3 separate regions of the Gossypium hirsutum genome follow, and regions 2 and 3 are each linked to region 1. A link is a contact called in public Hi-C data. All regions are on one chromosome and are shown on one strand. Each heading gives the region's core, a stretch centred on a gene start, on an enhancer-like site or on the middle of the called end of the contact. The rest is flanking DNA. Distances are from core to core; before and after follow the strand shown.

Region 1 (3,038 bases), core at 381-2,880:
ATCTAAAAATATCAAATTTAAGCATTTGTACGCTGTCGAAGTAAGGAACCATGGCATATATGTTTGGAATAGATTCCATTATGAGAGTTAAAAAAGCACAATCTTATTGAAAGGTTCTATGCATCCACCCTTTCATTTTTCACATGAGGCGTGAATCAAACAATCTATTACTGTGAAAACTTCAAACCATGAATAGTGCCAACATTAAACAACCACGTGTATCTATTGTGTTTTAACATCACGGGAGGCATGCTTTTGGCCCATTTCATAAATTATTTATTCACAAAAGAAACATGCAAAAAGAAGGATATAAAATAGAAAAAGACACGAAAGGGAGGTCTTATTCAATTTTTGAAATCTTCACAACATGAGTTACAACGCATATCTAGTAAACATATTATATCATCAGTTCGCTACAAAACTTATAGAAAAAGAACATAACAAGTCTCTTCTGCATTTTTTTTAACATGGGCTATATGCAGCCTTATGCCATGCTTCCACTGGTCGCTGTCCTGATAATCTGGAAGAGAGCTGAAACAGATGAAAAAAAAACAAGATTTAAGTCAGTGCTGCAAGGTCATGATATTTATGTGTTTTATCACACAACTAACACCATTTTAGAAAACTAAATTCATCTCTTAAAATTCGAGTTCCCAAATATCATGCTAATAAGGTCCATACCGAACAAAATTAGAATATTCACCGGTGAAACAACACACATTATGAGAACGTGCTGAACATATCGGTAGCAAAATCATGTATTGTATTTGGTACAACAAAAGTCAATGCTAAATATCCAAGGACATATAATGGTGAAAAGATAAGCAGCCAGGAATCTTACATGATCCAATGACAACGAAAACGAAGAACCCAAGCAACATAGGGCCAACAGGATAATCCTTCCCCTTTTTTGTGCTTGTTTCAGGAACAGCTCCTCTCTTTGTTATGTTCTTTTCGAACTTCAACACTTTCCTGTCTGCAATGCGCCTTGATGTTGTCTGCACAAACCAGATCAGAGGGATCCCATTTAAATTTAGATTTAAAAAAAGAAATAGTTTATACATATTTTCGATCATGGTGATGGATTTAGCATTTATACTGGAGGAAAAACACTGGTGTTCTTACTTTTCCCACTTTTTTTATAACTCGAAATTTGATAAGAAAAGAAACAAAATTCACAAATGCTCAATATTGAGAATAAAATGATGAATAGTACTAAAAGGGCTGATTCAAGGTCCGTCTACCTAATTCATTCAAAAAAATTCGAACAAGCACATGATTAAATTATTGAGGACATAAATATGCTAAATTGAGATCTACAATCTATATAAGTCTGCAACCGGTTTAATTCGAAAAAGATAAATTGAAGCGTAAGAAAACATAGCTCAGATCGTTTCATATAATATGCAAAAAAAAAAAAGAAAGAAAGAAAAGAAGAAATCAAAAGATTACCATGATGTCGGAGAGAAGAGGTAGCCGGTCGAGAAAGCGAATGAAATTTCAGGCGAAATTCTTCTCTTTCTTTTACGGCGACGATTTTTCTTTGGGTGTGTGGGGGGGGGGGGGGGTTATTCCTCGATTCGCGAAAATGTCCCGGGCTGTCGTTATAAGGGGCTATGTATGCTGCTGATTAAATTCATCCTACGTTAAATGAAGGGTCATGGACTTCGTCCTGATTGGTTTGCTCACGCAAATTGGTAAACGTGGCGCGATGTAGTTGGTTGCTTGGTACACGTATACCTTTTTGTTTAAATGGGCAGATCTATGGGCTTTAGTTTCAATAATTGTGTTAAGCCTGTTTTTCTATTTTGTCTCTTTAGCAATAGAGAAAGATGTTTCTTTTATGGATAATTAGTGAAAACTTTTCGGATATAGTTATGAGTTAATTACATCAAACGTCTCCAAATTATGACTTATTTTAAATTGATCATCGAACATTAAAATATTCTAATTACATCCTCAAACTATCAATGTTACCAGGGTGAAGCCATAATCTTTTTTGGGGGCGGGGGGCGGAATTAAATTATTTATTTTTACGATAGTAAAAATACAATTTCACCATTTTAATACCTTATATCTTTATAATTTTTAAAGTATTAACTCAATTTTTTATCATTTTTGGGGGCCAAAGTGCAATTTTACCATTACTAATTTAAAATTTTATAAATTATAAAGGGGCATAAATGAAATTTTTTCCATTTTAGGGTGTGTTGGGGCCCCTGCCAACCCCTTGGCTTCGCCATTGAAATGTTATATCAATAAGGCCATTCCTTTATTAAAATCGTTAATTTAACCATTAAAAGAGACGTCAAATTTTATGTGACATAATTTAAAATGAAAAATTTTTAAAGAAAAATTAATATTGTGGAAATGAATGTTGTAAAAATATGGTTTTGAGGTTTTCGAAGCATTTACAAAAACTAGCATTCACTCTCTCTCTCTTTCTTTTTTTTTGTTTACTTTTTTATTAGTATTTAATTAAAAAGTTATGCAATAAGTACAACTATTTAATTTTCTTTAAAATTTTCATTTTAAATTGTCGTATAATATTTTATATGTCATTTAATGGTTAAATTGACGATTTCAATAATGGAAGGACCTGATTGATATAACATTGATAGTTTGAGGATGCAATTAAAATAATTTAAAATTTAGAGACTAGTTTAAAGTAAAGATCATAGTTTGGGGATGTATAATACAATTAACTCTTATATCATTATCTATATGAATTTACTAACTCTTATTTTTACAAAGGATAAAATATTATTTTAATGGTATTCTTATATTTTTATATAAAATCTAGAAAATATGTACACATATTCCAACCTAAAATATCATAAATTCTACTCTCTCAATCTTATCATCTCAACTAAAGAAATATTTAATATTTATACTTTTTATAAATTTAAAAATAATTCTTTTTATTCACATGTCATAATCTATTATTTTGTTACCATTTTAGTGCAATCTAAAGCTGTTAGCGTCATCCTAAACTCGTTTATGAACATTTTCTTAATCTACAAATAGAATAATAATCC
Region 2 (3,038 bases), core at 224-2,723, 210 kb before region 1:
GTTCTTCTGCCGTAAGGTTTGTAGATTCTATCTTCAAATACCACCGCTATGTTCACCACATCGAATAGATTAGAAGTCAAATATTGAATCTTTTTAATTCCACTTTGACCAGAAAGTGGAAAAAAATATTTACGAGATGAATTGCTTACCGCAAAATAAGTTACCCTTCCAATCAGCACAAGAATGAATATCAATTCCCTAAGAAATATCCAAGTTGTAAACCTTATACTGATACACCGTTAATCCTAGGTTTCTACATATATTTTAACATACATGAAATCAGAAACTAGGTTAACAGAAACAAGACAAAGTTTCATATGACAAATGCAGAGGAACTAACCTTCTTGATGGAACTGTGCCTCAGGAGAATAGGCATTGGGCAAATAGGTTGTCTTGGACTCAACAACAGATGGCATGAATCCCGACTGATGGGATGAACCATCCCTCAAGGAACCAACAGTTACCAAATCCTGTGCAAATAAATGAACAAATAACAACATCCTAAGTAATGATCAATTACAGAGCGCAGCGGTTTAAAACAATGGCTATATCAATCTAATCAAGGCAACCAACAAAATGAAGCAATGCAAGCAACAATATACCTTATTAGTCAAAGCGTTCGGGTTAGCAAGGATGTTGCTATCCAGAACCATAACGTTGAAAACCTCTGCCGAGTCTAGAATTCGAAAACCATTGTCAAAATCTTCGATTAAGCAACAAATATTGAACAATAATGTGCAGCATGTAAGTAAACAAGTACGTCAAACATTGAAAACATAAACACATAAGAATAGATCATAACTGTCGAACAAACATGGTTAGGCGATGATACTATTTGTTGCCAAACATTAATTATGTCCACGATCATCTCCAATAATATCCTTTAAACAAATAAAAGAAACCAGCAGAACAATCTCGCAGTAGATTCCACATTTCTCATTCGATGCTTCCATAAAATCAAACAAGAACACATCAAAAAAAACCAAAGAGCTATATTGAAAATTTACAGCCTAAAAAAGAAGACATAAATCATATATCATATTTCAATTTTTGTTTGTTGGTTTACGGAGATTATGATTCAACGGCGACGTACCAGTAGAGGTCAATCGATCAGAAGTTTGGTGAGCCATTAGCATAAATTATAGACGAACAAAATGTAAGTTTTAATAATAATAATAATAATAATAATAACGAATTGAAAGATAAGTTTTGGTTTGATGAAATATTTTGGGTTGGAGATCGAGATTCGAGAGAGCAGGGGCTCTGGAAAGGAAGCTTATTTGGGGGGGGTGTTAATTTGGTGAAGAGTTGTTGTGTTAAGAAGCAGAGAGAAGCGGGGGCATTGGGAGTGATGAAGGAGAGGGGAAGGGAAGGGGAAGGGAAGGAAATATCTGCGGGTACCGAAGAGTTGGCAAAACACCACTCGTCCACCTGCTCCCCCCTACCATAGCAGTTTTTCGCTTATGTCACTTTACGTTACTCCAATTTTTTCCCTTCATATTCCTTTTTTCTATTTACTCAAATAATATAATTGTAATACCCAATTTTACCAAGGGCTCATTAAAACAATAAAAACCAAAAAAATAATAATAAAGTTCAATAGTCCAATATAAATTACAAACTCAGAATACAGTGCCCGAATTACAAACTGGCCTATATGGCCCAAACTCAAAATAAATAGAGGCCCAAAATTAACCCCAGGCCCAAAGCAATTTCAGAAACCTTAGAGTTCTAGGGTAAACTTCGCCCGCCGCAACCATGCCCCCGAATCTCCACGCGATCTTCATACCTGCACATCAAGAAGGGAAATAGCAGTATATGGAAAGAAAAAAGATTGCGAATCAAAGAAAATGGATTAGATTTATTTATGATATTGTAATTTTGGCTAAAAAAAAGCCATTGTAACACTGCACCAGGGGGATTTTTCAGAAATAAAATAAAAAAAGCTATTACTTTCGCAACAAAAAGAGCAAAGAATCGATCAAAGGTTGTTACTTACAGTTTTTATTTATTTTCTACTGTTATATTTATTTTTTTATCATTTATATACATACGAATAAAATAAATAAGAGAAAAGGGAGAAATAACCTGTGTTTTGAGCCCAAATCGCCGTGAACGGCCGAGGAAGTCGTCTCCGAGGAAAGACGATCGGAAACTGAAAGGTTTTTTGGGCTTTTGAGGGTTTTACGCTTACCTTTTGGAGATTTTTAACCCAGATTTGGGCTTAGAGGAGCCTAAGGAATCGAATAGGGGATTTTCCCCTTTTTCGGCCACCGTAGACGGCGGTGCCGGCGCCGAAGATAGGCGGCCGACGCGATGGCCGGTGACCGACCGATGACCGGGCCTTAGGCCGGTGCCCGAAGGAAAGGGGAAAGGTTGAGAGCTTTTTTAGTTTTTTTTAAAAACAGAAAGGGAAAAATGAAATTTTTAGGTTTTTTTTACTTAAATAGTCTCGTGAAACGATGCCGTTTCACCAGGCCTCCCCAAATGCCAAAACGACGTCGTTTTGGGGGGTCGACCCGACCCGGCCTAGGATCCGTGTGTTTTTGAGCGGAGGGGTAAATTGCGCTTTTAGCCCCTACGCCTTTTTGATATTTTACAATTAAGTTTTTTTTATTTTTTTAATTCGTCCTTTAATTTATTTTCAATTTCAATTTGGCCCTACTGGAACGACATCGTTTTAGAGGAGAAGGGAAAACTTGCCTTCCAGCCCCTCTATGTAATTCGCGTGTTCGATTTAGTCCTTTTGGCTCTATTTATTTGCGAATTTACCCCAAAATTTTGAATTCCAGTTCAATTTAGTTTTTTTTATTTATTATTATTAATTATTTCTAGTAATGTAATTATTATTTTTTCATTTATTTATTTTTTCCTTTTTTTCCTAACAAATATTCTTTTATATAAAAACATGTGTATATCTATGTTTTTTTGTATTTCCGAAAATGCTTAAATACCTATTTATTTTAACATGTATTTTATAATTTATATGTATATACATATTTTCCTACTTTTCTCTATTTTCACAAATGCATTATGTA
Region 3 (3,038 bases), core at 372-2,871, 160 kb before region 1:
CAATCATCTCTGTTTTTCAGATCTAGAGGAGTGCAACTTAGAAAAATGTCAATCCACTTTAACATAACAGTAGTTCGTTCTCCCCTTCCCCAATTTTTTCGCTAAAAGCATTTGCTGATGACAATTCAAATATGCTTCACTGAAAAACGCAACAAATATCAGAGAGGTTGAACTAAACTAGCAACCGATTTTCAATCCAAGCAAGTTTTTACGCAGATATCAATTTCCATCTTTATAAAACAGATAACTTAAGCAAGGATGCAAAAAAAATCATAGATTAAGTCTAAAAATTCGGAGCAAGAAAAGTGGTACAGCTTTTCTCCTCCTTTCATTCTGCAGACAATGACATGTTAATAGCATAATTCCAAAGGATCTCACTGTTCACTCTTGTAATAAGTAAGTCTACACCATCCGGATAAAAAGTTTCACTTCAGTCCCAAGTAAATAAGTGTGTGTATCAAAGCGCTCCCTAAACTTGCAACACTTGGACCAAAATCCTAGAGGAGTTTACCCTTATCTATCAACCCATCGGAAACTAGTTACCAGGTTTTTGCACCATTAACAATCGGCTCTCTATCACCAATTATTATAGGAAGCAGTAACAGTTTTCAAGGGGTAAAAGAAAAAAAAAATCTGACGATTAAACTTCGCTGATGTTACCGTACTCTAAAAAATTTCACATCTTCAATAATTCACTTCAATAATTCAATTATCCGGGCAATCCCACAAAGTAGGTCCCTGACTGAGACCCACAAGAGACCGATGAATACTTGAAAAAAAAATATTGAATTAAACCCTAATCTACCATAAATCAAAAGTTATAGCCTTAAGAAGGGAAAAAGAAAGGTACCCAGCAACCTCTTCTTAGTTCTTACCCCTACAGAAAATATAAGAAGCAATCAACAAAAAAGTCAAATACAAGAAATGCATCAAAAGAGAATCATTTCAAGAAATGAAATTATACTCATAAGTCGTAAATTTATTTTACATACAGAAGTTATTAGTTCCGCACTGAAACAGAAACAGAAATAAGTAAACTAATTTCTTTTATAGAAATCATGACAGAAAATAAATTTTAGAAAGTATCTGCTCCCTTACCGGCTATCACCCATCACATCTTTATTCATTTTATAGTAAATAAATTTCAGCCAGAAATATAAAGTGGAAAACAAAAAGGAAAACTGTATATATAAAGAAAACGTAGTCGTTTTCCTTCACTTTCCCCAGAAAACAAGATACCAAAAGGAAAGTAACAATAACGAATTTATTGTTTTTTGAAAATGCATATATAATTTTCTTTTCATATTACCTTTTCTAAAGTTCAAATAATTGATATAATAATAGAAGGTATGAAGAAACTAATGTATCAATCTGAGGCGCAAAAACAAGATGTTTCTCCATTTTTAGAAATTCTAGTTCCTCATTATCACTCTCTTTATTAATCTTTTAAAAAAGAAAGAGAAGAAACTTACTGGTGAGTACTTACGATCGCCCTCATCTGAGTCTGACTCGGAGACTGAAAATAGAGGAAAAAACAATGGCAGAAACAACTAAAGCGGAAAAAAATACCTTCGCCTTTTGGGACGAAAGCATTTTCTTTCCTTTCCGTGTAGTAATTAAGTAATTAAAAATAAGGACACGTGGCGGTAAGAAGTACTTAATAGTGTTGGTAGCGAGCCAGAAAAGAATTTTCAACCGATTCACTTGACTCGGCTATGACGAGTCAACTCGACGATGACAGCTTCAACGACAGCGTGATTGGAAACGACGGCAAGATAAAGATTGATTGTGAAATTAATTAATTAAGTATTAAAATCAATCAATTTTTAAAATATATAAAAATATTAATATTACCCACTTTTTTTTTAACTCAATTTTAATTATTTAAAAAATAATTCCCTTCTGCAATCATTATCACCAGCTTAATTCTCATACTTAGAAGGCTTTCACAGCTTGGTTTCTTCTAGAAACTCTAACTTCTTATAGGATTAAAATGACTATTTTAGTTCATTGATCTCATGACATATTGATTTTTCATCTCCTTCTTAATCCTTTCAACTCAGCAGCATGAAAACTTTGCCGAATTCTATGAATCATTTCAATTCATCTCGTGCCGAATTTCTACGAGGCTTTAAACAAACAGATCTGAAACGAAACAGAAATTAAAAGATTAGAACTTTGAATTTCCAGATCTGAAATAAAAATCCCTAAACCAGCAAAGAATCAAATTAAGAATAGGAATAAGTGTTAATAAAAGTTCTTGGGGAATTAAGAACATGTAATTGAACCCCAAAGAATACTCCAATCTGCCGAATCTGAAAAGAAAGACACAAACAGCAAGTTAAATTTCCCCAAAATTCTAGCAATCAAAACAACCCAAATTTGAAAAGAAGAAATCGGCAAGAACAAGGAATTTAGGGATTTTGAACGAATTTTGCTGCCAAGAACAAAAGGGGCGATCCGATCTTTAGTAAAGAAGAGGGCGAATCAGATTTGGAATGCTTTGGAACGCCTAAAACGCAACAAGAACAGCAAACAAAGTGATTAAATAAAATCGACACAAGCAGAATTTAAAAGAAAAAAATTGACAGCAAGAAATTAAAAGATAAGTCCTAAGAAGCCTTGAAATCCCGAAAGATATCACAACTCCCTTCAAACGGCTCTAATCTCCCCTCCAAAGGAATATCAATGGCAAGAAGAAGGCTGAAGATGGCTCCCACAATCAAAAGATTGTTAAAACAACTTCTAAATAAAACTCAAGAGAGAATTCTTGGAGAAAAACTCAAGGAGAATTCTGCACTTAAACAAATCTGAAATTTTTAATATATTTGAGAAGTGAATAACGAGGTGACCAGCCAAACCTTTATATAGGCCTCTCAAGTGTTTTCCTAATCTAATTAGAAAACTAAAAATAAAAAAATCTTAATTATTTTAATATTTAAATGGAAATTCGGCCAAGGGCTTTTAATTGGGCCTCTTGAATTGAATATCTACATAAAAATTTAAACTAAGTATTTAAAAAAATAAAACTTTACAAA

What was found. Hi-C and Micro-C count contacts between places; a contact is called where the count stands out from the background.
Region 2: a contact with region 1 is called in a Hi-C map of leaf, with 2.3 times the contacts expected there. The contact joins the promoter of LOC107922137 here to the promoter of LOC107921251 in region 1. A contact is called at or near these places in 9 of 34 Hi-C or Micro-C datasets (hypocotyl, leaf and petal).
Region 3: a Hi-C map of leaf shows a contact between it and region 1, with 2.4 times the contacts expected there. The contact joins the promoter of LOC107922243 here to the promoter of LOC107921251 in region 1. A contact is called at or near these places in 14 of 34 Hi-C or Micro-C datasets (anther, callus, hypocotyl and 2 more).

Annotation. Positions count from the first base shown.
Region 1 is chrD01:49,310,847-49,313,884 of Gossypium_hirsutum_v2.1, reverse strand. LOC107921251 (stress-associated endoplasmic reticulum protein 2) reads right to left here and starts at 1,630. Exons shown (of 3, transcript XM_016851128.2): 1 at 1,453-1,630; 2 at 842-998; 3 at 316-531. The coding sequence starts at 1,455. The coding sequence ends at 485.
Region 2 is chrD01:49,521,351-49,524,388 of Gossypium_hirsutum_v2.1, reverse strand. It overlaps LOC107922137 (YTH domain-containing protein ECT1), which reads right to left and starts at 1,473. Exons shown (of 8, transcript XM_016851997.2): 1 at 1,094-1,473; 2 at 603-676; 3 at 341-470. The coding sequence starts at 1,136.
Region 3 is chrD01:49,466,978-49,470,015 of Gossypium_hirsutum_v2.1, reverse strand. LOC107922243 (squamosa promoter-binding-like protein 2) reads right to left here and starts at 1,621. Exons shown (of 6, transcript XM_041087328.1): 1 at 1,473-1,621; 2 at 1-139.